Regions from separate parts of the Gossypium arboreum genome. Here region 1 is linked to region 2. The links are chromatin contacts, called in public Hi-C maps. All regions are on one chromosome and are shown on one strand. The core of a region is the stretch at or near the end of the contact, and the rest is flanking DNA. Distances in the headings are between cores, read along the strand shown.

What was found. A called contact is a pair of places that touch in the nucleus more often than the background predicts.
Region 1: a Hi-C map of leaf shows a contact between it and region 2, with 2.9 times the contacts expected there. The contact joins the promoter of LOC108469967 here to the promoter of LOC108476313 in region 2. A contact is called at or near these places in 2 of 5 Hi-C or Micro-C datasets (both in leaf).

What each region holds. Positions count from the first base shown.
Region 1 is chr8:24,933,303-24,936,002 of ASM2569848v2, reverse strand. LOC108469967 (phosphomannomutase) reads left to right here and starts at 1,377. Exons shown (of 12, transcript XM_053017990.1): 1 at 1,377-1,472.
Region 2 is chr8:24,293,392-24,296,091 of ASM2569848v2, reverse strand. It overlaps LOC108476313 (beta-amylase 7), which reads right to left and starts at 1,441. Exons shown (of 11, transcript XM_017778491.2): 1 at 783-1,441; 2 at 1-340. The coding sequence starts at 72.

The DNA.
Region 1 (2,700 bases), core at 128-2,627, 640 kb before region 2:
GAAAGTAGATTCGAATGTGACGAAGGCAGTGGAACTGGATCCTGATCCACCGCTTTCATAGAAGGAGAGGCTAATAGGGAAAAGTTCTTGGGAATTAGGAAGGAAGAATAGTGGATCGGGTATTGATGAAGATGGTGACTTTGCCTTTGTGGAGGGAGACGTTATGAGATCTTTTGTTAATGGCATTCATTCTATTAAGTTTTCAGAGAGAATTAACCAGTTGTTGATCAAAGATATGTCTTTTACTGTGGTGATCAAGCTTTTAGGAAGGAGCATAAGGTATGCTGCACTCCAAAACAAAATTTATGCTCTGTGGAAATCTTGATGGATATTGCTAATGGCTATTTTTTGGCCAAATTCCAGAATAAAAAAGGTTACGAATGGGTACTCTCTCAAGGACCTTGGATCATCTTTGGCCAATATTTAACTGTTCAGCCATAGTCCATTGACTTTGATCTAACACAACCCTTTCCTAGTGTGGTCATGTCCTGGATTAGAATTCCCAGGCTACCGGGTTATATGTACAAAAAGAAGATATTATGAGAGATTGGGGGCATGGTTGGTAAGGTTGGCAAGCTAGACTTCAACACAGATAGCAGAGCAAGGGGAAGATTTGCGCGTATGGTGGTTAATGTCAGTCTGGACAAACTTTTAGTCTCACAAGTTCTGATAAACGGGCCCCTCCAAAGAATAGAGTATGAATATTTACCTACTGTTTGCTTTTCATGTGGTTGTTATGGACACATGAAGGAGTTATGCTCGTCGAAGGTGATTATTCCAGGGGCAGATTTTGAAGGGAAATCGTCCGGTAAGGGAGATCAAACGATTATTTCAGCTCCGGTGGGGAAGGAATCAACGGATGCTAATGACGCCTATGGTCCGTGGATGCTTGTCGAGAGGAGGAGTAGGTGTAATTCAAGGGATGCTAGAAAGATTAGTGCCGAAAATCTTAGAAATTTGGCAGGTAAATCAAGATTTAATGTGTTGGATTCCCTAAATGAAACAGAAAATTTTCAGGGGGAGACTCGTGAAGGGGATTTGAACAATAGCACTAATCAAGCTGGGAATTTTATCTCTCTGAATCTTGTCGGTGCAAATAAGGCTCCATTTCGTTGATTGAAAAGTCTGGACAGGATAGTTCTATGGGCCATAGGAAATCAGTGGGCCACAAATTGATTGTTGGGGCTAAGGAGCCTAATGGAAAAGGGAAGAGTGGACATGGCTTTGTTTCCGCTGGAGTGTTCCAAGTCCAACGGGTCAAGGGAGCCATCCTTTGCAAGCCAATGGTCTGGGCTTTATTAATTTAGCTAATAGACCTGATTTCGCCAAATGTCGAATTAGGTTAAAGGGTTTTCAAGGTCCAGCATTTTCAGACCATATTAAGGACGTCCAGATGCCTTTAATTTTGGAGGATTTTCCTACTGTTCAAAACAGCGAAACCGTGAATGGGAAAAATTGGTGATCGATCTAGGGTAAGTTCTTCTTGCGCCATGAATAATTATGCCTTATTCTTTCACTTTAATCCTATTTATAAAAGGAATTCGGAGGTGCTATTTTCTTTAGAGAAAAGTATTTTAGATTCGAATAAACATTCTACAGTTGTTTTCAAGGAGAATGTTCAACCAAATTCTTTGGGAGACATGGGTGAGGGTCAAGTTACAGAGGTGGGTGGTGGCTTTGCGGATACTGGTGTGAGAATTATTGGCGGAAAATTTAATGGAAGACGGAGAGGCAAGAAGCTCAACCGGACCATTCGTGATAGAGGAAATATTTTTAAAAATTCTAGTACTCAGGTTCCTCTTCACGAGTCGATGAGAAATTTGGTTGAGTCTCTGCAGGATGCTCCAGATGATGGCCGTAAGGAGTCAGGGAAGTAACTTGTCTTTAAATTTGCCCCTTGTTTGTAAGTTAGTTTTTTTTTTGTGTTGATTTAATATTTAACGGATTTGAATCTTTCCCTTCTTTCATGGAATTGTCAAGGGTGTGCGAACACAAAGTTTTAAACCAGATATTTTTAGCTTGTTGAAGCCAAGGGTATGTGGGAGAAAAACTGATGAAGTCATTGACAAGTTGGGTTTTCAGTACTCTCACCGAGTTGAAGCAGTAGAATTTTCAGGAGGCATTTGGATTAGTTGGAAAAATACTGTTAATCTTGAGGTTATACGTAATCATCCTCAATTCATTTTGGTCCGTATTTGCAGTAGTGTTTCTTCTCAGTATGTCTTTATAGCTTTTGTCTATGGTAGTCCTAATTGGAGGAAACGAAGATTGCTTTGGGAGCAACTGAAGACTACTATCCCTTCTGCTTCGATCCCGTAGTTAACTATTGGTGATTTTAATGCTATTTTGTCCTCTGATGAGAAAAAAGGAGGGAGGTCTAGTGGGACAACGTGCTCTTAATTTGGAGATTTTGTCGATTTAATGGGCTTCATGACTTTGGTTTCAGTGGTCCTTTGTTTACTTGGCAAAGAGCGAGGACTTTTGAGCGTCTTGATCGTGCTTTAGGGAATGAAGCGTGGGTTCAAGCCTTTTTGGATTGTTGATTACTCACCTTACTAGGTTTAAATCGGATCACCAACCACTTATTCTTAATTTTAATCCAGCTCACTCCTTACCCAAGGGGCGTCCTTTCAAATTTCTTGCGGGTTGGGCAGAACATCCATCCTTATTCAATTTTGTCAATGAGAATTGGAAGTATAA
Region 2 (2,700 bases), core at 192-2,691:
TACATCCATTTCCATTTCCTCTTCATCATCTTCCTCACTAACTCCTACTAGTTTCTGCATACTTGTTGCCATAACTTCCTACTCTAATCCTAAACCTCTACCTCCTAAATAACCTTTGGATTATATCTTCCCTACATTAAAATGTAATTAGCATTTCCTTACTTTGTGCAAAATCAACACATACCATTGATTTCTCTTATAATGAAGCAACCAGTTTTCCCGGCCCAAGATTTCAAATTTTCCTGGTAACAATCACAACTTCAATTCATATTATTACACGAAAGGGGGAGGAAGGACACCCCAATTAGACATGGCTCCAACTTCCAAATCTACATGTTTCCTAACACAATGACCAAATAATAACAATAATCATTATAAGGCACCTACTAAGCTTCTTAGACCTCAGAAAGAATTGTCAGTTAGTAAACTATTTGTCTTATTTGGATTTTAAATTTTTGTTCATGATAATTTAAACAAAAGAAACCTTAAAAAGAAGAGTCAAATCTTATTATTTTTCATCTGCTTTCACTTCTCCAACGCTTTCTCAGCAACCACATGAAGACTTTAAGTACTGAACTAAATTCTCCGTTGTACATTAATCACAAGACTTAAACAGAACAAAAAGAAGAAAAAGGAAAGGAAAACATTTTCTCTAGAACTTAAAATAACAAGTTTCCCAGAAAATTGGAGAATTTAATACTAAAAAGACATGGCCAAGCAAAATTTGAAAGTTCTCTCTCGAAAATTGCCTTGAAAATAACGTCTTCTCTCTCGAAAATTACCTTGAAAGTAAAGTCTCAGTTTTTTTTCCCCTAACTGTCAGACAGTCTTCAATCTGCTAGAAATGAAGCTTCGAAACATATCTGATCCTTCACTTTCTCTTCAAATTCCACTTTCTCGACTCCAACCTATTTTTTCCCGGCGACCGGAGGGTACCTCCGGTGTGGTAAAACCAGAATTCCTCCGGAGCTGATGAGAAACAAAAAGCTAGGGAGAAGGCCCCAGAACGGGGGGATTGCCGGCAGGGGAGAGGGGCGCGTGAAAGAGGGAGAAGCGAGCGCGTGAGACTTAGGGCTCCACGCGTGTGCGAGATTGGCGAGCATGTAATGTGTGTGTGAAGTTTAGGAATTAGCACGAATGGGGCGTGTGTGAGATAGGAGTGTATTAAGCGGGGATCTACGGACGTGCGAGGGAAACACGTGTCACACGTGCCGCGGGCCTTGCTTGAGGGACCCGATCACCCGACCGGACACGAGATTTGGGTGTCTCTCTTTAGGGTGGAGATATCACGTGATTCGTGATTCCTGCTAAACTCGGTTATGAAAATCGTTTTGCAAATTACGACACCCTTTGCCATCACCAATATTTTCGTTTAATCAACATTTTTTTTACTCTCTTGTGATAACTCAGATTCTACTCTCATAATTGAATTTTAGAAACAATATCATTATGAACCACAACGAATCCCGATATAAAAAAAAATAGATGTTTAGGCTATTTTCTTGAGAATAAGTCGATTTTATGAAAACGCTTCTAACTCGATATATTTTTATGTGTAACATTTTATTTAGAGTTACTATTTTTTTTATAAAATTAGAATTAAAATTTAAAGTTTTTTAATTAGAATGAAATTTAGAGAAAAAATATAATTTTAATAATAATCTTCTTTCATAACTCAATTCCATATATCGATTCGTATTTTTTGTGTCTATATACATAGTATCAAAAATTCCTATATGGCTATTTGAAAAGACACAACCTTTCCTTTTGAAAGGTTTATAAATTGTTGTGTCCAATATAAATACATCTTTTAAATTAATATTATATTATTTCTTTCCTTTTCATGATATATAGATATTGTATATGTGTATATGATTTTTGTATATATATTATAAATCATATAAAACTAGTTTATTTTATATATTTTAAGAAATTTTGTTATTTCATTATAAATTTCGATATACTAAAATATCTTAAAGTTTTGTCTTAAAAATCTTGTTATTTCGTTAGAAATTTTGTTATTGGTTTTGCAAACCAAAATTTTTATACATCAAAATTTAATTTTTTAATTAAAGTACCAATTGCCATCATAATATATAATAAACAAAGACAATATATTTAATTTTCAATTAATTATTAATCACGACTGACAACAAATTCTTAATATATTTAAAATTCAATTCATTTATCTATATTGTGATATCTTATTCATACGAGTTAATTTAAAATATTGAAATTGAACTAAATAAAAAAAAATTAGTTGGGAAGAACCAAAATATCTAACGGCTTTCGTTCTAAGAAATTTTGTTTTTGGGTAAAAAAATTTGTTATTGCCATGACCAAAATTTGATAGTACCAAAATTTCTAACCACTTTGCTATAAGATTTTATTAGATGTGATTAAAAAAAGTTTGTGGACGAATTAAAGACTATATATATAAAAAATTTGATGAAAAAATTTATCATATTTAATAAAAATCTAAAATTGCTAATTAAAAATATAATAAAAACATAAAGCTAAACTCGCATCTAATAATATCTATTATAGCAATTAAGTTACACAGAATTTAGAATGTTACAATAAGAGTGGTTCCAGTGAGTCACTAAGTTTGATGATTGAAGGATGCTTGGGTGATGTTAAACTAGAGTTTCAATATTGTCTTTCTTCCCTCCCATTAGAGCACAAAAGGATACTTGTAGA